Regions from separate parts of the Capra hircus genome. Here region 2 is linked to region 1. A link is a contact called in public Hi-C data. All regions are on one chromosome and are shown on one strand. The core of a region is the stretch at or near the end of the contact, and the rest is flanking DNA. Distances in the headings are between cores, read along the strand shown. Region 1 overlaps SUFU (suppressor of fused homolog). Region 2 holds the start of SUFU (suppressor of fused homolog).

What was found. A called contact is a pair of places that touch in the nucleus more often than the background predicts.
Region 2: a contact with region 1 is called in a Hi-C map of liver, with 4 times the contacts expected there. The contact joins the promoter of SUFU here to the enhancer-like site in region 1. A contact is called at or near these places in 2 of 5 Hi-C or Micro-C datasets (blood and liver).

The regions. Positions count from the first base shown.
Region 1 is chr26:28,502,603-28,507,226 of ARS1.2, forward strand. The region is part of intron 3 of SUFU (suppressor of fused homolog); the gene reads right to left. Among named protein-coding and RNA genes, the nearest start is that of TRIM8, 55 kb to the left of the region's middle. Within about 2 kb of position 2,744, at least 3 of the 5 cell types and tissues checked have an H3K27ac peak or open chromatin away from gene starts, as enhancers often do.
Region 2 is chr26:28,569,314-28,574,173 of ARS1.2, forward strand. It overlaps SUFU (suppressor of fused homolog), which reads right to left and starts at 1,966. Exons shown (of 12, transcript XM_013975115.2): 1 at 1,603-1,966. The coding sequence starts at 1,784.

The DNA of each region.
Region 1 (4,624 bases), core at 1,494-3,993:
AGTGATGGAACAACTGAATATCTACATCCAAGAGAATCAAGTTGGATTCCTTTGCTAAACCATAAACAAAACTTAATTCAAAATGGATCATAAACCTAACTATAATAGTTAGAATAACAAAACTCTTAGAAGAAACATAAGAGTAAATCTTCTGTCCTTGAATTAGGCAATGTTCTTAGGTAGATACCAAAAGCACACACAAAGAGAAGATAAATTGGACTTCATTAAAATTAAAACCTGTTGTGATTCAAGAAAGTGAAAAGAAATGAAAATGAAAACCCCAAGGAAATAATCACTTTATACACACTGATTGATTTAGCCGCTAAGTCATGTCCAACTCTTGTGACCCCATGGACTGTAGCCTGCTAGGTTCCTCTCTCCATGGGATTCTCCAGGCAAGCATACTGGAATGGGTTGTTGCTTCCTTCTCTAGGGGATCTTCCTGTGTCTCTCTGCATCGCAGGAGATTCTTTACCAACTGAGCTATGAGGGAAGCCCTCATACATACATTAGGATGGCCATTGTAAAAATAAAAAAATAAAGCAAACAAAAACCTCAGAAAATAACAAGTATTGGTGAGGATTTGGAAAAATTGGATCCCCTCTGCATTAGTGGTGCTGTGCTGTGCTTAGTCACTTGGTCGTGTCCGACTCTTTCTGATCCCCACAGATTGCAGCCAGCCAAGCTCCTCTGTCCATTGGGATTCTCCAGGCAAGAATACTGAAATGGGCTGCCATGCCCTCCTCCCCGGGATCTTCCCAACCCAGGGATTGAACCCAGGTCTCCTGCATTGCAGGCAGATTCTTTACCACCTGAGCCACCAGGGAAGCCCAAGAATACTGGAGTCGGTAGCCTATCCCTTCTCCAGGGTAATTTCCTGACCCAGAAATTGAACCAGGGTTTCCTGTATTGCAGGAAAATTCTTTATCAGCTCAGCTACCAGGAAGCCCATGTAAAATAGTGGAACTGCTTTGGAAAAGTTTGGTGATTCCATGAAATACTAAACATGGAATTACCATATGACCCAACAATGCCACTTATAGGTACATACCCCAGAGAAATGAAAACATGTCCACACAAGGACTTGTACTTGAATGTTCACAGCAGCATTATTCATAATAGCTCAAAGGTGGAAACAACCCAAGTGTCCATCAACTAATGAATGAATAAATAAAATGTGGTATATCCACACAATGGAATATTATTTGGCAATACAAAATACTGAAGTTTTGATACATGCCACAACATGAACAACATAGCAAAAACATGATGCTAAGTGAGAAGCCAGTCATGAAAGGCCATGTGTGATTCCATTTATACAGAATGTCCCGAGTAGGCAAATCTATGGAGATAGACAGATTAGTGGTTTCCTAGGGCTGGGTTGGGTAAGGGGGAATGGGAAGTGACTGGTCTTGGGCTGCTTTTTGGGGTAATGGTCTCACAGCTGTGAACTACAGAATATGTGAATTATATTTCTGTAAAGGTGGTTTTTAAGAAGAAGAAAGAAAATACAGCCGGTAAAAGGGAAGAATCTTGCGGGAGAAGAAAAGTGGAATAAACAAGGCCTCTGACGGTCGCTACTTTCATAGGTAAAGTGGCCTGACCTGGGAGAAACCTGAGTCGTGGTGCCCAGACTTCACAGCATTCTATAGTCCACCTATACGATCACCCACCCCATTTTCATTTTCTACAAAGGAAAGGATCCTCAAGATTGCCCAAGGTTGTGGAGCAAGCCAGTGAGGATGGGCACAGCGCAACACTGCCCACACTTCTGAGTCACCCGTAACATCCATCAGGATTTTCAACATATCTGTGTACACCCATCCCATTGCCTACCTGTATTTCCCTCCTAAAACTGACTCACTTTTTTAAACCAACAAACTTACTTTAAAAGGAAATGTCATATCACTATACTACATAAGGAAAACAGAAAACCAATCTTGCTCATCATAAAGTGGAAGATAATTTTGATAACTTCAAAATAATTTAATGAAAAAAAGTTAATAATTTATAACTGATACTGCTGTCTATCTAACATTGTTAAAAACTGAAATAAACAAGGATCAAAGACTGTTAAAGGTTTAAAGAGTCATATCAAACTGACAAACTCAGCAGGATTGAATCAGAACTGAAGAGGGAAGACAGTCCTCACTAGTCACAGTATTGAGTGTTTTGTCCAGTTACCGTCTAAAATCTCTTGCTGGCTTTGGCAACCCTGGCCAACTGGCTAATTTGCAGGTGGGAAGGCTCTGTCCCATTTGCCTCTGCTGCGTGCTTGCTCGTGCTAAGTCACTTTAGTCGTGTCCAATTCTGTGTGACCCTGTGGACTGTAGCCCACCAGGCTCCACTGTCCATGGCATTCTCCAAGCAAGAATACTGGAGTGGGTAGCTATTCCCTTCTCCAGGGGAGTCTTCCCTACCCAGGGATCAAACCTGTGTCTCTTACATCTAACCTGCACTGGTGGGCATGTTCTTTACCACTAAGTGCCACCAGGGAAGCCTATTTGCCCCTGTGACCCTGGGCAACTTGCCCAATCACAGTCTCTAAGCCCTTCCACATCTGTAAGTAGGAAATAGTGTGCCTACTCAGTGCGTCTTGCACTGGAGCAAGTTATCACTCCTGTACTGGAACACTGCTACTTCCATCTCGGTCTAAGTCCCTTTACCAGAAAACAGGACAGGCCACAGAACCTGTAGCTAATAGCAACTGCCAGTAGGTGGCACCATTGCTCCTGGATTAAGGAAGAGTGTGGCCAGCTCCCTCCAGCGCCCCACCTCTAAGCTGACTTTGGCTGGAAACAGGGAAGAGGCTACAGAGGTTTGGAGTTATGACCTTTATTAACCAGAATTAACATCAATTTAAAAATACATGCTGTACAAAGCTACACTGTTTAAATGAAATACGAATGACGAAAAGCAACTCTGTACAGACAGTTTGGGAAGGGGTTGACTTTAGTCAGCTGGGAGACAGACCCAGGTTGCAGTTCCAGAACCAACACACCAGCCTGTGTGATCCGGAGTGAGACGGTCTTAACTACCCACAGGAAGGTTTAGAGAGCACGTATTTAACAACCTCCCAGACCTGCCTGCTGGGGGAACCAGACTTTTGAGCTCTGCTGTGGCCAAGAAACGGTCTTTCTTAACAATGAAAGAGCCTTGGTCACAGTTTTCAAGCCTGGGACAAAGCCACAATGGGCTCATTCTTGAGTCCGGCCTGGTCTTCATGCCCCGGATGCTCAGCCCCATTCTGTGTGGAGCCACCACGGCCTCTGCTCTCAGGCCCAGCGCCCACCCTGGGAAGGCCTCAGCCCCGGCAGAGGGGTTTTCAAATGCTAATATTGCCTCGGTTGGAGGCCCAGCTGTTCAGCCCAGTGGTTAGAGGAGTTCGCTCCCTCTCCCTTCCTCTCTTTGGTCCCCTCAAGTGTCCTTACCCAGACATCCCCAGGAACCCCACCCAAACTGCACAGCAGAGGGGCTGCCAGGAGGTGTGAAGGTGGGCAATTCCAGGTGAGGCCTGGAGGCCACTTCACATTCCCTCCCTCTTTCTCTCCACTCTGTCTCCCAGTACCATGTTGTAGTACCATCCCGCTGCTGCAGCCTGTTTGGAAAATTCACACCACTCCAGGGTGGCATAGGATCCAAAAAATACTCGCTTCAGTTCTGCCCCTTGCTCAGTTTAAAGAAAGCTTTCATCACTGGATGTCTCTTTCTCCAGTAACAAACAACTCCCTGGCAAGAACTCTTAAAAGGTTGGCGCAGGAGGGCGCGTATGGCTGTGCAGATTCTAACTGACCCCTTGAATTGGCTGTCACCCTACCCCACCTCGCGAACATCCAGCTTTAGTCATGGTGGTTTGAAGTTGGAATGTGCTAGATAGAAGTTAGCAAAATCTAGGGAAATGGATTGCAGAAGAAAACAGCTATTGTTTGCAAAATAATGAGTGCTGCCTTTAAAACACTGAGAAACAAATGTGTTCTTCAAGAGTTCTTAAGTCATCCCAACTCTGGAGAGTGACTGTCTCCATTCTGCGTGGAAGTATAGGATGAGCTCCCCGTCTCCCCCACCCCCCATCTCAGTGGCCAGAATCCATAAGCTTGGTCTGAGGAGAACGGGTTAATGTTGTCTCCTGGAGCCTCAAAGACAGGGTTTCTCGTGGAGGATGCCAGAAGTACCCATGCTTGCGGATGGTTACCTGTGTTCCAGACATGAAGAGCAAAGGCAGGAAACCCAACTGAACTGGGACAGGTGTCAAAGGGGTGGCAGGTCTGCAAGAGGTGTTTCAGGGAGCGGAGGAAAACAAAAGGCGGCCCAAAGCAGGCTGGTAGACTGGAGTCTGTCAACTTTAGGGTCAAACTCTGAACAATGGGGTTACCGTCATCATCTTTCCATCCCTCTCGTCTTCTTGGTACTCACAAATCACTTTGATGATGAAGCCTTCCGTGCCTCCCAAATGAAGACACAGAGCTGGTTCCTAAGACAGCTAAGCAGTTCTTCCCTGAAATGCCAGGGAATATGGCATGTTCTGACACAGATGGCCGAGTGGGAAGGTCAGTGGCCTCCCCTGTCTCAGAAAGTCCCAGTATCAAACCAACATTCCAGGTAGGGAGAATCTGGCAATGGCCTC
Region 2 (4,860 bases), core at 716-3,215, 66 kb after region 1:
TTGCCATAATTTGTAGATGAAAATAAATAAAAAGTTTAAAATGAGTGATTAAGTTATCAAGAGCTGCTTTTTACTCAGAAGACCTCTTCAAAAACTCCTCTCAACCAAAGAACATCGTGCCTGCCAGAGAAAACTGTGCTGCTGGCCACACCTCCTTTTGGCTACCAGACAGAGGCAGGCTGCTCCTGCCGCTCTCCCCACGGAGCAGGTGGTTGCTCCCCAGGCCCTTCACACTGTCAGCCTCTCCACATCCTCCCACAGACATAGGGAGCTGGCCTCCGCCCTAGGCAGCCCAGCTCCTGCCATCTCCAGAAGAAGTAAGTGGTTGCCACGGAGGGAAAAGACTCAGCCCTAAAGGAAGGTAACCAGTAAAGACATCCACTCTACTCATTCCCCCTTCGGGGGTACCTCCCCTTTGGTCACACCCCAAGTGCCTGCCTTGAACAGTCTTTCAGGAGCCAATGCAGGAGTTCATCTAATACAGTGCCTGCATGAAAGTGGTTTTGTACAGATTCAACTAGTTTCTTAGTCAACTTTTAGTTCAGCAAGACCATGAAGAAGAGTCCCCATAACAGAGGTGGCACGAAGAAACAGGTTACAAAAAGAATGGGAAACGAGAAAAGACCATTCCTTCCCCAGGGGCAGTCCATGTGTACATAGGTCTGATCTTAACAGAGTTACTTGGGGATTACTCTCAGCTCCCCTGAGGAACTGCTGCCTACATCTGGGCGCTCCAGACCACGAAGTTCCTCTTAATATCTCACTGAAGGATCCTCCCGTGTCCAAGCTCCGGATCTTCGTCGTTAACAGCAGCCTCCTTCAATCCTGAGCCAAACCATGGATCTCCCTGACCCAGCCTGCCCCTGTTCTAGCCAGTGACCTAGACCAAAGCAGCCGCGGAGCCAGAGGAAGCTCTGCATGGAGTAAGAGAACTGTGCAGAGTAAGCAGAAAGTTGATCGGGAGAAGCTGCTCCATCAAACTTCAAACGCAAAAGCACTGCACTGATATGAATGTCTGAGCTCATCCGGAAGGTATCAAAATGAGACCTCCCTCTCATCCCCTCACAGGCTCAACGCTCACATCCTAACCCACAGACCCACACCCGCCCCTACCCTGTGCAGTCCCGTGCCCTCCGAGCTCCGAGCTCCTCCGGCCGCGCGGCTCCAAAGCCTTCTCAGATGCTCCTCAGGCCCCGCCTCGCCTCCCCCATCTCACTTCAGCCGCCCCCCCTTCGGCTTCCCCGCGCCCACTTATGACCCCCTCCAGGCGCCCCCTCCTTTCACCACGTTTACAGTTCCCTCTTTCCGACCGTCGCCCCCTCAGCTTCTACCGACACCCCCAATTCACTCCATTCTTCTAATGCCAGTTAACCCTTCATCCTCCCCTCCCTTGCTAACCCGTCGCTACCCGCAGGCTTCGTTAACCCCTTTGTCCCCATTCCTAACTTGAGCCTTAACTTCTTCCCTCACAGCAGGAAGCCCTCTTCCAAGTGCTTTAACCATTCTCCTTTCCCCTCCAATTCCCTGGCAAATTACTTCGCCCCTGGCGCTTTAACCCTTCTCAGCCCGCCCCTGTCGGTCTCCGCGCGGCCCAAGACGTACCAGTACTTGACGATAGCGGTAACCTGGAGCGGGTTCGGCTGGTCTGGGTACAGGCGGCGGCACTCTCCGTAGATGGCGTGCAGTCCTGGGGGGAAGAGCGACGCGAAGGCCGGAGGGGCAGTAGGGCCAGGGGCCGGGGGCGCGGTGGGGCCGGGGGCGCCGCTAGGCCGCAACTCCGCCATCGGGGCGCGTAGGGTGCTGGGGGGACCGGGGAGGGCAGACGAGGGGGAGAGCACTGACGCGCCAGCAGGCGAACTCCTTGGGTGCGACTCCCGGAGGCGATGGGGGCTGCAGCGAGGTCTAGGCTCCGCGCCTGCGCAAGGCGCACTGTCCGCCCAGGCCGTCGCCGCGGTGGAGACGGCCAGAGGGTGCCTCGGGGGCCGCGGGGCGCTCAGGGGGCGGGGTGCCGGCGCGCCCTATTCCGGTTCCATTGGCTAATGTCTGTGCCAGTCACAGGTAGGGAAGGCGTGACTTGACAATAGGTCCCTCCTCCCTCTCTCTCCCGGAGTTGTGGGGGTGTTCCAAGGCTCTTCGCTTCCCCCTAGCGTTAGGAGGAGCCCAGGATTAAATAGAGATATTGGGACATCCTCTGAGGTGCTAGGGACCCAGGAAAGCTTTGGGAAGTGCGCCGACAAAAAGCATGTCACTGTTATGCTAACACGGTGCTCAGAAGGATTTATTTAATTAATTTATTTCAGAAGGATTTAAACATAAATGTAACAATGGATTGCTACAATGGATTGCTTCCTTCGTCCACGTAGCATTAAAAACGGAATTTTTTAGTTTCTAAGGCACCGGGTTGGAAATTATTTTCCTGCCTGCAATAACTTTACTTATAGTAATGTCTTCCACTCAATAATCTTGAAATTTCAAGAGAAAAGGATAGAAGAGAGTCCTGACTACTGGCGGAAAGTCCTGACTACTGGCTATTAACTAAAGATCCCCACAACATGAAGGAAAAGAGGAAATAATTTATTAGAGAAAAATGCACTGGGCTCCTTAGAAAGCAGTAACACATAATCTCTCAATTCCATTTTCTCATTCATCAGTGTCATTTCTGCTGCTGCCGCTGCTGCTAAGTTGCTTCAGTCGTGTCCGACTCTGTGCGACCCCATAGACGGCAGCCCACCAGGTTCCCCCGTCCCTAGGATTTCTAGCTCCCCATGAAAATTAAAGATATACTAGAGCAGTTCCTGGGCTTCCCTCGCAGCTCAGTCGGTAAAAATCTGCCTGCAGTGCAGGAGCCGTGGGTTCGATCCCTGGGTGGGGAAGATCCTGTGGCGAAGAAAATGGCAACCCACTCCAGTATTCTTGCCTGGAGAACCCCATGGACAGAGGATCCTGGCAGGCTACAAATCCATGGGATCACAAAGAGTCTGACACGACTTAGCTACTAAAGAGAGAGAGAGAGAGAGAGAGACAACAGTTCTGAAGCTATTAGATGAAGGATGTTTTAATGACCAAAAGATCATCTATACCAGTAGTTCCAAATGTCAGTCTTCAGACCAATATTAGTATGTTGCCAAGTTTACACCTTTCCAGGAAAAACATGAGAAAATCAACCAAAAATATTTTGTTGATTATTTCCAGTACTTTGGCCACCTGATGGGAAGAACTGGCTCATTGGGAAAGACCCTGATGCTGGGAAAGATTGAAGGTGGGAGGAGAAGGGGACGACAAAGGATGAGATGTTTGGAGGCATCACTGACTTAATGGACATGAGTTTGAGTAAGCTCCAGGAGTTGGTGATGGACAGGGAAGCCTGGCATGCTGCAGTCCATGGGGTTGCAAAGAGTCAGACACGACTGAACTGAACTGAACTGAACAAAATATACCTTTTTTTTTTTCCCAAAAAAAGCAAGCCTTATGCAATATACTTTCCTTTGTTCTAGGAATATGTTCCTCAGCTGTATGTATACTAAAATTTCCTTTTATTAGACTAAGAAGGTGGTTCAGTTCAGTTCAGCCACTCAGTCGTGTCCCACTCTTTATGACCCCATGAACCGCAGCACACCAGGCCTCCCTGTCCATCACCAACCCCTGGAGTCCACCCAAACCCATGTCCATTGAGTTGGTGATGCCATCCAATGATCTCATCCTCTGTTGTCCCCTTCTCCTGCCCTCAATCCCTCCCAGCATCAGGGTCTTTTCAAATGAGTCAGCCCTTATCATCAGGTGGCCAAAATATTATTGGAGCTTCAGCTTCAAAATCAGTCCTACAATGAACACCCAGGACTGATCTCCTTTAGGATGGACTGGTTGCATCTCCTTGCAGTCCAGGGGGCTCTCAAGAGTCTTCTCCAACACCACAGTTCAAAAGCATCAATTCTTCGGTGGTCAGCTTTCTGCACAGTCCAACTCTCACATCCATACATGACCACTGGAAAAACCATAGCCTTGACTAAATGGACCTTTGTTGGCAAAGTAATGTCTCTGCTTTTGAATATGCTGTCTAGGTTGGTCATAACTTTCCTTTCAAGGAAGAAGCATCTTTTAATTTCATGGCTGCAATCACCATCTGCAGTGATTTTGGAGCCCAGAAAAATAAAGTCAGCCACTGTTTCCCCTGTTTCCCTATCTATCTGCCATGAAGTGATGGGACGAGATGCCATGATCTTCGTTTTCTGAATGTTGAGCTTTAAGCCAACTTTTTCACTCTCCTCTTTCACTTTCATCAAGAGGCTTTTTAGTTCCTCTTCACCTTCTGCAATAAGGGTGGTGTCATCTGCATATCTGAGGTTATTGATATTTCTCCCGGCAATCTTGATTCCAGCTTGTGCTTCATCCAGCCCAGCGTTTCTCATGATGTACTCCGCATATAAATTAAATAAGCAGCATGACAATATACAGCCTTGACGTACTCCTTTTCCTATTTGGAAGCAGTCTATTGTTCCATGCCCAGTTCTAACAGTTGCTTCCTGACCTGCATACAGGTGGTAGATGTTTATTAATGCCTTATAGACCCATATAAAAACATTGCAACCTCATATTGTCCAGGGGAAGTGGTGGCAAGTGGAAGGACTAGCCTGTAAAATCCAAACATTCACGAGTTACTGATCAATCCAAACCGAACTACAGACAATACTGAAGACTACATACTTCAGCACGGACTGAGAATCCCTTCAAAGGGTCTACAGATCCAGACGCGAGATTGCAACCATCAATAGGCGTACCCTTCCATTTACCTACAGAAACTACAAAGCCCAGGGTACTGTGCGTTGAAACGCGACGCTCCGTTCCTTAAACTAGGCGGGGTTC